2 separate regions of the Rattus norvegicus genome follow, and region 1 is linked to region 2. A link is a contact called in public Hi-C data. All regions are on one chromosome and are shown on one strand. Each heading gives the region's core, a stretch centred on a gene start, on an enhancer-like site or on the middle of the called end of the contact. The rest is flanking DNA. Distances are from core to core; before and after follow the strand shown.

Region 1 (7,491 bases), core at 1,322-3,821, 45 kb before region 2:
ACACAGTAGTGTGCACACTAAGTAGTGTAATGAAAACTTTAAAAACCAAAGTATGCAAATAAAAAATAAGTTTTTATTCACTTTATCTAAAAAATGAAAGGCTAGCTTCCAATACCTGTTGTCCGTAAATTAAAGTATTGATGGCACCATCCAGGGACTTCCTCTCCCTCTCTGTATCTCTCCTCTCTCTGTATCTCTGGAAGTCCCCTGAGCTGCTGCACTTATTTTAAGTAAACCACGACAATTTGAAATAACATTGCAATCTTTCCTGCTACCACCAGTGCTCAAGTGTCATTTGCATGCCTAAAGCTACTTGCAAACTGACTTCAGGTCCAGAGAATTTAAAGGCTTTCCTGGGGGGGGGGGGGGACAAACAAAAGCAAAAACAAAACAAAAGACAAAAACAAGACTTAAAAGCATTTTCTGAAAAAATTGCCACCAGGCTTGGTTTCCCTACAACTAGGTTCTTCATCGAAAGGAAGGGGGTGGGGGGACAGCAATTGCCGGCTGTTCCTAGACAGTTCACTACCTCAGGAAGTGTGAAAGCTTGGGGCACACTGAGAGGCTGCTCAGGGAAATGCAGCAGAAAGCTGGCTCCTTCCATATGTAAAACACCCGACACCCCACAGAGCGGGGTGTGGGGGACACAAATAATGGAAAAGAACAGGGGAAAACGGAGGTTAAAAGGCTCTTCCAAAAGCCAGACCATGTAAGAACAGCAAAAGGCCAAGGAACAGTATTTTATACATTTTTACAGGTGAAATGATAGAAATCCAAATGACTGAGCAAAGTCAAGAATTCACAGGAACAATGTAAGGAGTTAAAAGACAACCGAGACGATGAGAGCCGAGGTCGGGTGGGGGAAGGAGAATCAAATGACCTACAGGTTTAAAAAAAAATTTTTTTTTAAGGACAAAGAGGAAAAAGAAATGAAGGAGACAGGATGTGTCCAGAAGGTGGGGGAGGGGAAGAAACTAGATAAGGAAGACACAAAGGGTGAGGAGGGTGTCTCCAAACCTCTGACCCACCCCTTCTGCGGAGAGCAATAGTTAACTCATTAAAATGTTGAGTGCTACAGTTGTTAAGTCCAGCCTACTAAAGACTGTATCCTATTCCTCCAAATGTTTATTTTAAAAAGACCCCAATTAAAACCTCTTAATTGGAGAAATGAAAACATGGGCATTCCCCTATGTAGTCAATCAAGATCTGCAATCACATAATCTAGGAACTCAGACTGAGTGAGGCAGGAGTATCACCGGGAGGTCAACAGAGGGATACCGGAATACCAGGTGGAGAGTGCATATCTGTAATCCCAATATTCAGGAGACTGAAGCTGGAGTAGTCATAAATTCAAGGCCACTTTCTGGCAGTAAGGGTCAAGTCAGCCTAGAGTAGAATAACACCTTACCGCAGTTAAATTCTTTAAAACAGACAGCGGCTGGTCTGCAAGCATTAAGCTTCTCTGTAGTCATAAATACCTAATTAACTATATTCAATTGTGTGTAGTTAAGCATATTTCTAAATTGTTTTTGCCTAAAGAAACCAACACCTGAGGGGATGGGCTGCTCTATGGCGCCCCATACTGCAATCCATGGGGGTGCGCATGCAGCTCCCCACCAAACCAACCTCGTGTGCTAGTCATTTCCTCGCCCCAAGGTCTGGAAAGTCTTGCAAACATTTCTTCACTAACCAGTCATTAAGGAGGTAAAATGAAGCTCATTTAAAGCCCCTGGGGACTAAGGTTCACTTGGAAAGAGTTGTGGGGGTTGGGGGAGGCTGGGAATTCTTACTCTTGCTCCAACAGTAAGTTTTTTCTTGGAGTCACATTAATTTTATTGGATCAGAAACGGACCCAGTTCAGTTCATTAAGGGTAACTGGAGCAGGACAATTCTTTCCTGACCCAGTCCTGTGAGCGAACACTGGTGGTGAGTGAGAGAGTAAGAGAAAGGGAAGTTGCTTTTTCGTCTTTGAGACTGGTCTCACTACGCAACCCTGGCTGTCCTGTAACTCACGGAGATCTATCTGCCTTTGCCTCCCCAGCGCTGGGATTATCAATAGGCAAGAACACCCCTCCGGAGAAAGGGAGATTTGCTTCCTTGCCCCGCGGAGTAGGCGGTGGTCACTTCAGTCCTGGCGGGGGCCCGAAGCTCACGTGCAGCACGAGCAAGCTTAGGCACTCGGCCGCTGCGCGCACACAGACAACCTCACTCAGTTCCCTCTTTAGGATCCCAGACCCAGCCAGTGGCACTCCAAAGGCTTTCGCAGAACTCACTGGCAACACATCCTACTTCCCCTGTTCTTGCTTCTTCTAGAACCTCCCAATTTCGGGCCAGCCATCCCCAGACCTCCTGGTCGCCTGTACTCCCAAAGAGGAACCTCAGCAACCCCTCTCCCTAGGGTTCCTCCGCGGAGGATGGGGTTTGATCGAACGCGGGAGACACTTCTGCACGCGACAGCTCTCACTCTCCACTCGCAGCTAGCGAAAGCTCTCTCCTCCCTTCAGGCTAAGACACCAGGACTTTCTCAAAGTGGCTGGCTCTGAGAACTCCTGACCAGGGACCTCCCAGAGGCCACACATGCGTTTCCCTGCAGGATTTCCAGTAGATCCCGAGTCTGGGGCTCCCCATGCGAACCGTTCCGAGCGAAAGCTAAGCTTTCTGCGGATTGCTGTAAGGTTCCCCGCCGGGATCTTTGTTAGCCACCCGCCACAAAATACCGGGAGCGGTCCGGGGTAGGGGGTCGCGGCGCGGAGTTGGCTCGCACGAGTCTTCAGCCAGCATCGCTGGGTGCATAGTCCCAGCCCAGGAGAGATCCGCCCCCCAACCCGGTCCCGTCGCAGAGTAGCGCCCTCTCCCAGCACCCCTGCTCTTTGCTGCAGCCCCAGCTCACCCTAAGCCGCCTCTGGATCCGAGAGCAGCGCGGGTTGCCCCTGCTCCAAGCCTGCACCAACCCTTGAGCAAACTTTCCAGCTGGTCTTCGTCCGCGTAACTTTGGAGCCTGGGGCTGCGGCATGCGCCAAGGAGTTCGGGCGGGCCTAGGATGGACACTTACCATCCGGCACGGTCAGGGCCCAAGCACCCGGGGTGGGGAGCTACTCCGCAAATGTCCCCGTTGGAGAGCCAGGTAGAGGTGCATGGCTACGGAGGGAGAGGGCGTCCAGGGGCGAGTACAGACCCCGGGGTTGTACACACCAGTTGTAGTGTGCACAGTGTCCCACGAGCGTAGTGCGCGGGTACTCCCGGCCAGGTCAGTGCCCGCAACCCCCCTAGAGCAGCGGCGTCTCCCAGTACAGACCTTAAGGAGTATAGTTGGGGCTCAGCCTTTGCTGGACCCTGTACCGCTGAGCGAGAGGCAAAACGCGAGCTGGATTTTCCCAAATCGGAGCCGGACTCCTCTCGACCCTTCTGTCCACTCCTTCCTACCCTTTCCCAAAATTCAGTCCCCACTCCCTCCCCTTTAGATTAGGTTAAAGTCGAGTGTTGAAATCTACAGGCCACCATGTCTTTCGTGATGGGAGTAAGAGTATCTCTAAAAAGAATGTTTCCAGAAGCGAGATGGGTCTTCCAGGTGAAGGAACATCCTGAAGCCTTACCTGAGCCTGAGCGGTGTCAAACCAACTTCAAGACCAAAGAGAAACCAGATAAGCCATGCTTATCTTCTATATTTTTATTTTTATTAGTCACTGACCGCGGACTCATTAGTGATAATAATCACTTTATAGGAAATGAAAATGCAGTAAGGGAAATTCCGACCCTGAGGCTTGAACCTGCCGCTAACTAGGCATATCCCAACAAAAGATAGCTGTCTCTTATTCCACAAGTCTGCTCTTAGACAAGGGAATCTAAGCCTTTAACTGTACTGGATTGAATTGCAGTGTTATGAGCAGTTAGCGTCCCTAGATTGTTAGGGGAAATAGTCCCAAACTGTCAACCTTACACCCTAAATAAATCGTTTAAATTAATTCTTGACTAGGAACCAACTATAAGGACTTTGTTTTGCTTTTAAAACAGTGTCTGGGGGGTTGGGGATTTAGCTCAGCGGTAGAGCGCTTGCCTAGCGAGCTAGCGCAAGGCCCTGGGTTCGGTCCCCAGCTCCGGGGGGGGGGGGGGGGGGGGAGTGTCTGTGTAGCCCAGGCTGCCCTCAAAGGCAGGACTCTTCCTGCCACAGCCTTCGGAGTGCTGGGATTAAAAAGTAACATGATTGGAAGTCAGAAATGCAATTCTTGTTGAGTTCTGCTCAGTGGTGAAGACTGAGACCCCAATTTAATCTTCACAGAAGAAAAAAGAAAACCAGACACACACACACACACACACACACACACACACACACACACACTCTTTCTCTCTCTCTCTCTCTCTCTCTCTCTCTCTCTCTCTCTCTCTCTCTCCCTTTCTTTCCCTTTCTTTTTGGCTAGCCTTAAGTTGGATGACTTTGAACCAATTCTCCTTCCCTACCTATAAAGTGCTAGGAATATTGGTGATGAATATTGGTGATTAGACAGATAAGGCAAACATTATGGCAAACTCAGGTAAATCTCGTTTCCAAGACAGCCTTTTTAGAGTGAGATGATGTCTTAAAGGAAGCATTTTTTTCTTTAATTTTAAAAAAAGGTAACATTTGAAATGTAAATAAATTTAATTTTTTAAAAAAGAATAAAGGGGTTGGGGATTTAGCTCAGTGGTAGAGCGCTTGCCTAGGAAGCACAAGGCCCTGGGTTCGGTCCCCAGCTCCGAAAAAAAAGAACCAAAAAAAAAAAAAAAAAAAAAGAATAAAAAGCTTAAGTTGGGCCTTTGAGATTGGTCAGATTATAAGTGCCTTTGACCCAAGTGTAAAGATCTGAGTTTGATCCTTGGAACCCAAGCTGTGGAGAACTGACTTCCACAATTTTTCATAAGTGGCAGAAATACAAATTTAAAAATCCCAGGGAAGCCAAGGCTTAATACCTGCACTTGAGAAGGACAAAGCAGGACTGAGTGCTAAAGGCCATGTATCCAAAGATTAAAAAATAATAATAAAACATAAAGGAAGTTACTGCTCCATTTACAATAGGTCGCCCAGAGCTGGGATTTTTCTAATGTTTCCTGTCAAATGAAGGAAACCACCAACATGTTTTTGTTTCTCTACTCACATCTCAGAACTGAACAGTCTGCATCCAGACGTGTGGAGTTTTCCCCAACCCTGGCAATGTACCAGTACTGGGTAGTATGCTATGCAGTCAGTCTTATCTGCCAGGGACTGTTCCAAGACCCTTAGAAGATACTCAAGTCTTGCATAAAATGGTATCGTATTCTGGACACAGACAGAGATCCACCCAGCTCATCCTCAGAGGAGTTTTTTTAATACGCTTCATTTTATGTATATGAGTGCACGGTTGTTGTCTTCAGACACACCAGAAGAGGGCATTGGATCCCACTGCACATGGTTGTGAGCCACCATGTACCATGTGGTTGCTGGCATTTGAACTCAGGACCTCTGGAAGAGCAGCCAATAGTACTCTTAACTGCTGAGACATCTCTCCAGTTGCTCATAGGAATGTTTTTATTTTTATTTTTATGGGTTTTTTGTTTTGTTTTGTTTTGTTTTACTTTTTGGTTTTTCTCTGTGTAGCCCTTGCTGTCCTGGAACTCTGTAGATCAGGCTAGCCTCAAACTCAGAGATCTGCCTGCTTCTGCCTCCTGGGATCAAAGGCCTGGGTCATCACTGCCTGGCTTATCTTACTTTTAGATGATGGAGTCTTCTTGTGTTTTCTAGGACGGCTTGCCTCTCTAGGATGCTTCATCTAAGACTCCAGAAAAGCTCAGGTTATAGAACTGATGTTCAGTGATACTTTCTATGTTTCCCCTGTGCTTCGTAAGTTTTGAGATGGGGTCTCCCTTTGCAGAGTTAGCTGGCTAACTCACTGAATAGATTGGCCTGGAGAGCCACCTCTATGCCTGGGATTAAAATGCAAGAATTAAAAGCATGCACCAGGGGTTGGGGATTTAGCTCAGTGCAAGGCCCTGGGTTCGGTCCCCAGCTCCAAAAAAAAAAAAAAAGCATGCACCAACATGTCTGCCATGAATATTACTATTACTACAAGGCTTTAATACCAAACCTAGCCATCACCATGGGTGTGGTAGGATTTGAACTCAGATCCTAATCATACTTCCAAGGCATATATGCTCACACTCAAATTGTTACAGACCTTATTTCTCTGCCACCTCTAGAAATATCGCTAGTTCTGCTAGCCAATTCATAAGGTTTTTTTGTCTGTTTGCTTTGGGTTTGTTTTGGGGGGTGTTTGTTTTGGGAGTCTGTGTTGTCTTGGGTTTTCGTTTGTATTTTTATTTTGGGGGGCGGTACAAGGTCTCCCTGTGTAGTGGTAGTTGGCCTGAATTCCCTGTATACACCAGGCAGGCCTTGCTAACATGGCTCCAGCGAGCTCCACCACCACTTGCTACAATTGGATACTTTTAAATAACTTCAAGTATCTTTTCATTGTTACGTTTTACTTGGTCTTTCTGGTTTCTTTTGCAGTATAGCTGGTACCTTAAGGAAATAACCTGCCACTAAGTCACTTCCCCACTCATAAATCACCTTGTTTGGGAAAGAATTTTCTATACTAGTTTACATATTTGGAGAATTGGAGTGTGCCTGTGTGGAGGTCAGGTCATGTGGGCACCAGCTCTCTAACTCCACCCCATGTGTTTCAGGGATTGACGGATGGATGGTCATCAGGCTTGGCCACAAGCGCCTATATCCTATCTGTGCCATCTCAATAGCCCGGGTTGATTTTATTTTTTATTTATTTATTTATTTATTTATTTATTTATTTATTTAGGTTTATTTGTTTGATGAGTACATGGTTGCTGTCTTCAGACACACCAGAAGGCCTCAGATTCCATTACAGATGGTTGTGAGCCACCACATGGTTACTGGGAATTGAACTCAGGCCCTCTGGAAGACCAGTCAGTGCTCTTAACTGCTGAGCCATCTCTCCAGCCCTGCTTTTGTTTTGTATCCTAGGCTTTCCTGAAACTTACAATCTACTCCAGATAGTTTTGAACCTGCAAAAACCTTTGAGACATAAGCTCCCATTCCTGAGATTACAGGCAAGAGCCTCCACATCTCTTTATTTTAAGGCAGAAATTGAAGCAATGGCTCAATAGGCAGAAGCACTTAGTCCTTCAGATTATTTTAATATTGTATTAAGTGGAGAGAGTTGAGTTGATATGTATACATTTGGAGGTCAAAAGACAAGTGGGACTTGAACATCCTTGATAACCGCAGAACAAACACACACACTACCTCTTTTTTTTTTTGGGGGGGGGGGGTGTCCAAGAACAAGTTCTTTGTAAAACCTTGCTTGTTACTGGAATACAAAGAGACCAGCCTGCCTCTATTTCCTGGGATTAAAAATGTGTGTGTCACCTCCAGGTACACACACAAACACACACACACACACACACACACACAGGCGCACGCTTCTGAAAGGCAAAAATAGGGGTTCC
Region 2 (6,774 bases), core at 3,045-5,544:
TGAATGAAAATTTCAGGGGACCAATTACTGGGCGAGGAATAGGCAGGACTTCCGGGTCGAAAAGAGGAAGAGAAGAGGCAGGAGTCTCCCCGTTGCATCTGGACGGGGAGAGCTTAGAGGACAACTTATAGCGAACGAGAGGTCCCCTGGTTTAGATGGTGGACCTGCCAGGATTTGCCACCAGAGGATTTAACTTAGAATGGCTTACAAACTAGGATGGTAGTTGCCGTGCCCAGCGATTGTGTTACCTGTTGATTCTAAACTAAGTTTGTGTGGTGTTTTCCTTCATGTGTCAACTCAGCTGGGTTCCAGAGAGAAAGGTACAGCGGCAAATGTTGGGTTTGTGAGAAGAGCAAACCAGCTAGCCAGCCGTGTGAATTTGGATGCGTGTGGCTGGCGTGGGCAGCAACCCACCATGGGGGAACATAGTCTGGTGGAGAGATTTCAGAGCTCTCCTAGAGGTGAGAACAGGCCGGTGCCTAGCATAGATTGCTTTTTTAGTATTTCCTGCTATGTGCAGGTGTAGAAACAGATAGAACACTCATACAAAAAATAAATAAATCTTAAAAACAAAAAAACAAACAAACAAACAAAAAAAAAAACAGGTCTTGAGAGATGGCTCAGCAGTTAAGAGCACTGGCTGCTCTTCCCGAGGTCCTGAGTTCAATTCCCTACCACATGGTGGCTCACAACTGGAGGAATCCAGTGCCCTCTTCTGGTGTGTCTGAACTCAGCTACAGTGTACTCACAGACATTAAATAAATAAATAATCTTAAAAAACAAACAACAACTGAAGGACCCTAGGGGCTTTCACCAGCCTTACACTCACCGCCTCAGGTCAAGATTAGGCCAAGTACCAGCTTCCTGCCTCCATTCCCCACCCACAGTTCCTGGGAGGAGCAGGAACTTTCTTGAAAAACGGCAAAATGAACTGACTTTCACCTGGGTCCCAGATAGTGTTCGTAAACTGTAACCTTGCTGATGTAACCAGTACTCCTAAAAAGCATAAAAACTGCTTGTTACAGTCATTCAGGGTCATCCTCTAGTCACTCACCAGGAGGGGCTGATTGAAGGTCAACCCTGACATGCCGGAAAAATAAACCTCTTGCATTTGCATTGAACTCTGTTCTTGTGTCTCACTTGGGGGAGGGGGCGTCTCTCAGTAGTTAAGACTCAACCTTGAGCCTTTCACAAGTTTACCTTCCAGCAAGGTGGGGCACCTTGCAGCAAGTTTATAGCTAGGCCAGGTTCGATGAGAATCTATTAGAAGAAAAGGAAATTGGCCAGTGAACTGCTTTACAAATACTAGGGAGTCACAAGTAAGAGAACCAGAAACTCAAGCAAACTAAACTGGACTGTCTTTTCTTTCTTTTTTTAAAAGAGTTATTTTATTTGTATGAGTACACTGTTGCTGTCTTCAGACACACCAGAAGAGGGCATCAGATCCAATTACAGATGGTTGTGAGCCACCATGTGGTTGCTGGGAACTGAACTCAGGATCTTAGAAAGAGCAGCAGTGCTCTTAACCGCTGAGCCATCTGTCTTTTCTTTATTGAACAAGTTATGGTTCCTTACTTGTGAGCACTTGAGCTCTGTGCTTGCCCATGATTATCCATGCCATGGACAGTCTAACTGCTGTCTTCCCTAAAACATGTATTTATTTTCTCTGTGTTCCCATTTGGTTTGGCTTGTCTCCATATGCAGGCCTGGCTGACCTGGGTATCTCTGTGTAACAGCATTTGACTGTCCTGGAACTCTTTATGTAGACCAGGCTGGCTTTGAAGACACAGGAATCTACTTGTCTATGCCTCTAAAGCCTCATAATGAGGACTGGAGGGATGGTTCAGTGGTTAAGAGCATTGGCTGCTCTTCCAAAGGTCCTGAGTTCAAATCCCAGCAACCACATGGTGGCTCACAACCATCTGTAATGAGGTTTGATGCCCTCTTCTGGTGTGTCTGAAGACAGCGATAGTGTACTCACATACATGAAATAAATCTCTAAAAAGAGTCATAAGGAGCCACCATGCCTAGTGCTATTCCCATTTATCCTTTGTGTGATATATATTTCTATTAATATTACACTCATCCCGTGAAAAACAGCAAACTCTTTGAGAGACAGGATTAAACTGTCTCTTTTAGTCTAGGAATACTATTGTCCAGATATTCTAGAAGTGGGAAAGTGGAGAAGATTCATCTTTCTGTATATCAATCATCTGCTGGGCGTGGCAGCACACATCTGTCTAGCAAAGAGGCCAGTGTGTCTGAACCCTGTTCTAGTTGCTATGATACAGTGGACATTCACTCGACCACTGTAAGGTGCACACTTGCTCTCTTTAAAACATTTTTGCTTCAGATGGCTCTCCTTGTATAGCCCAGGATTGCAGGAGTGCACAGTACCACATCCAGTTACTTTGGTGCTGAAGGTCAAACTAGAGCTTGTTGCAGTCTATGCACCTTAGTGACATCCTGAAGCCCTTGATTGTACTCTTCTTCTAACAGGCTTCACTCTGTAGCCCAGGGTAGCTTTGACAGAATCATGTAGGGCAGGCTGGCTTGACACTCTTGTCATTTTTCTTGCCCCAGCCTTTCCAACATTGTCATCACAAGCATGAGCCACCATGTCAACCTATTTTGTCTTTAGGATCAGCAAGGTGGCACAGTAGGGTAAGGATACTTTCTATTAAACCTGAGGGTCTGAGTTTGAACCACAAGAGCCATGTGGTGCAAGGAGAAAGACACCTGACTCCATAAGCTGTTTTGTGACCTCCACACATGTGCTCCCCCAACCACAACATGAATAAATGTATAGTTTTAAAACATTGTGTTAGCTGTTATGTCAAGACCACACAGTAGAGGGCTAGAGAAAGCAGGGAGACTGAGTTCTGTGTTTTTTCTAGTTTATGAAGAGGAGAAAATGTTCCTATTTGTGGAAGAGTGAAAACTGAATGAATTACCATTACTTAGAAGAGAAGATTGGGAGTTCAAATGTTGGTAACCTAGATGTCAGTTACAAATGGGGTAAAGTGTCTGCCTAGCATTTGATAAGCTCTGAGCGCTGAGGTCAATGGATTCCCAGTCTCTTTTATCCCCCTCTCCCCACAGAGACAGAGAGCACCCCAGGAGTGGTGGTAAAATCCTGTACTCTTAGCACATGCAGAGTTGAGGCAGAAGTGTCTGGGCCATATTTAGTCTTTAGTACTAGGTCAAGGGTGTGAGGGTGTTGTGGCTGCACCATGTCACCCCACTGATCTGGTTGATCAACCAGTTGATCTGGTTGGCTATGTGAGTGTCTCCTCCCCTCTTCCCACTCCATATACATGCCTTCCAGAGCTACATGCCTATTTGGTCAAAGAGGATGACCTAAGAGAGGAGGGTGGATCTTCGATAAAGGGTGTGGGAATAGCTCTGTCACTCTGCAAGAACCTCTAAACAAGCCAAGTCTCCATAGCCGGCCCGGAGAAAGGCAGGGAGAGAGGAGGAAAGAAATAAAAGAGAGTTATCAGGTTAAAGAAGAATTTATTGTGTGAGATGGACTGAGATATGACTAGTAGAAGATGGGATGGATCAGAAGGGTAAAGCTGAGCTGCTTGTGTTAATGCCAGGGACACACACACACACACACACACACACACACACACACACACACACGAGAACCAAACCCAGATATTCTGAAAGAGTGCTCTTAATTGCTAAGCCATCTCTCCAGCTCTTAACATTTATTATAATGTGTTTGTGTGTGTGCACACCCTCGTGTGCGTATGCGCTGCCAAGGTGCATGTATGGAGGTCTAAGAATAACTTTTCAACTAGGCCGGGTCTGGAGACAACTCAGATCGTCCAGCCTAGTGGCAAGTGCCTTCACCCGTTGAGCCAGCTAGCTTGACTAGCCTTTTATTTTGACACAGTCTCTTTCAGCAGCCCGGGCCAGTCCGGAACTCACTATGATATCCAGGTTGGCCTTCAGCTGGAGGTGATCCCCCTGCTTCAGAATCCTGAGTGCTGGGATTACAGGCATGAGTTACGTAGCTCAGACGGGCCTTGATCTCCATTGACCTCCACCAGACTCGCTGAGACTGCAAGCCTGAACAAACTAGTCTGGCTAAAGAGGCTCACAAACCTTCATCGCAAACATCGGAACCTTGAGCGTCCCAGATCCCCTGGGTGACGCCCACTTCCGTCTTGCTCTCTAGGCCTGGACTCAACTGCGGCCGCGTGCGTCATCATTCCGTGCCGCCGCGCCACGGGCATCATTTAGCCCCGCCCGCGCGGCAGCTCGGCTCCTGTCAGAGCCGGCAACAGCCATGGTGCTTCCTAGTGTTTTGTAAGTTGGCAGCGGAGGCTCGGGACGTGGCGCAGGTCCGGATGGCGGCCCTGGTGGCTGCAGCGGCCCTGGCGGCGGCCGAGCCTCCACCCGCGGTGCCGCAGGCGGCGGGGAGCGGGGGCCCGACCTCTCGCCGAGACTTCTACTGGCTGCGTTCCTTCTTAGCCGGAGGTAGGTGTTCACCGCTGGGATCCTGGAGTTGGGTGGTGAAGCCAGCCGCAGGCCAGTCAGAGCCAGCAGCCGCCGTGACAGTCCCGGGCTTCTGCTGCAGCGCCCAGCCGGGTCTTTACTTCAGCCGCTGCAGCCGGGGTTAATCCCTCTGCTGAACCAAGCACCTTTTCCCAAAGGTCGAAAAAAGGATCCTTTAGGTGGGACATGGTGGGCACCACTCCTTTCTGTTACCAACGACCTGAGTGACAGTTTAGGATTGGATTTTGCTGTTTGCTTAAAAAGAAAACAAATATTGGAGGTAGAGGCTAACTTGGGCTTGTGCCTCCTTCGCGCGCGCGCACGAGTATAATGATATGAGAAATTGTCATGTAGCCCCGACCTCAAACTCCTTTATGTAGTTGACTCTGGCTTTAAACTCCTGATTCTCTTGTCTCTACATCCCAAGTAAGTGCTGGAATTACAGGCACATGCCGCAGTCCATCTCTGGAGGCTAACTTTGAAAACTAGACTAGGATATGAACTGAACATGGTGGAACATGCCTTGAATTGCAGCACCGGGGATGCAGAGGCAGGCAGATCTTGAGTTTGAGATCAACCTGGTTTACATAGCAAGTTCCAGGCAAGCCAGGAATGCATAGTGATACCCTGTCTCAAAAACAAAATAAAATGACTAAGGGTATTGTGCAAACTGCCTACAACCAAAACTGGTTCCAGGAATTGTGGTAAACAAGCTTGCAGTTGCTTGAAAAAGTAGTGCTGTGGTTTGTGGGTTCATGACCATCTATCTGGTTTACATGTCTCAGGTTTCCTCCCCCTTTCTGTATGCAGATGGTTGTATCTCTTAACCGCCCTCTCCTCACAATGATTGATTATTTGAGTTGCCATTACTTAACTATTTATGACTGGCAATAAAAAGATAGTGTCATAGCATCAGCTGTGCTGGGAATGTAATTATTTTCTTCTGCAGATTAAAAAGACATTTCTTAGTCCCAGCACTCTGGAGGCAGAGGCAGGTGAATCTACATAAGCTCCAGGTCAACCTGGTCTACAACCAGGACAGTCACAGCTACACTGAGAAACTCTGTCTTAGGGGAGATATATATATATATATATATATATATATATATATATATATATATATATATATATATATGCACACATATACATATACATACACACACATATATATATACATATATATATATATATATGTTACATTACTGGAACACCCCTAGTTGCCTACTTTGACCTTCATATATATGTATATCTAGATATATATCTAGACATATATATATATATATATATATATATATATATATCAGAAAATGAAAGATCTGTCAGCTGGGTGTGCTGGCCCACTCCTTTAATCCCAGCACTTTGGGGGCAGAGGAAGGTAGATCTCTGTGAGTTCAATACCAGCCTGGTCTGTAGAGCAAGTTCCAGGACAGCCAGAGCTAGATATAGAGACCCTATCTCAAAAAAAAAATGTTTAATTGGGCTTTGTATTAGAGTCCATGACGGCAGAGCAAAGCCATGGCTGAGAACTCACATCTGGTCAGCAAGCAGAAGGCACAGAAAGACACACTAGTGGAAGTCTTTTGAAACTTAAAACCTACTCCCAGTGACCCACCTTCTCCACAAGGCTGCACCTCCCTATCCTTCCTAAGCAGTTCCACCAATCAGGGACCAAGTATTTAAGAATATGATACTAGGGGGCTCATTCTCATTCAAACCACTGCATGAGCCCTTGCCACTCTGCCTGGCTTTCCCAAAGGCACTTTGTCTATTTTTTTTGGGGGGGGGGGACCCTAGGTTGGTTGGGCTCAGAGATACCAGTATCCATTAGAAGACTGTTTTGAAGGTCTCTAAGGGGAACTCAGGCATGGAACAGGCTGCATACACTATCAAGGATTTTGTTCTTGGCAGCCATTGTATCACCAGATCCCTATGAAGAAGGAACCTGATTGGCTGAGGCTAATTTTAAACTCCCAATGCTCCCATTTCTGCCTCCACAGTCTAGTCCTGGGCTCATAGGTATGTGCCACCATGCCCAGCACTTTTTTGGGAATGGGACATAACGTACTTTTTACTTACTTAAAACTTAACCTCTGTGCGCCTGTGTGTACCTATCACACTCTCATGTGGAACTTAGAGGATAAAGTGTCAGTTCTCTCTTGTCAACTGTGGGCCCTGGGAATCCTACTCATGTCCTTAGGCTTGGTGGCAAACATTGTGCCCCACTAGGCCATCTTGCCAGATCCTGCCTTTAAAAAATAATTTCGG

Evidence for each region. A called contact is a pair of places that touch in the nucleus more often than the background predicts.
Region 1: a contact with region 2 is called in a Hi-C map of mammary epithelial cells, with 1.8 times the contacts expected there. The contact joins the enhancer-like site here to the promoter of Slc25a16 in region 2. A contact is called at or near these places in 2 of 12 Hi-C or Micro-C datasets (mammary epithelial cells and prefrontal cortex).

What each region holds. Positions count from the first base shown.
Region 1 is chr20:25,755,536-25,763,026 of GRCr8, reverse strand. No RefSeq gene overlaps it. Among named protein-coding and RNA genes, the nearest start is that of Tet1, 7.5 kb to the left of the region's middle. Within about 2 kb of position 2,571, at least 22 of the 93 cell types and tissues checked have an H3K27ac peak or open chromatin away from gene starts, as enhancers often do.
Region 2 is chr20:25,712,527-25,719,300 of GRCr8, reverse strand. Slc25a16 (solute carrier family 25 member 16) reads left to right here and starts at 4,294. Exons shown (of 9, transcript NM_001100860.2): 1 at 4,294-4,491. The coding sequence starts at 4,362. LOC120099058 (small nucleolar RNA SNORA70) reads right to left here and starts at 6,475; the gene lies at 6,340-6,475.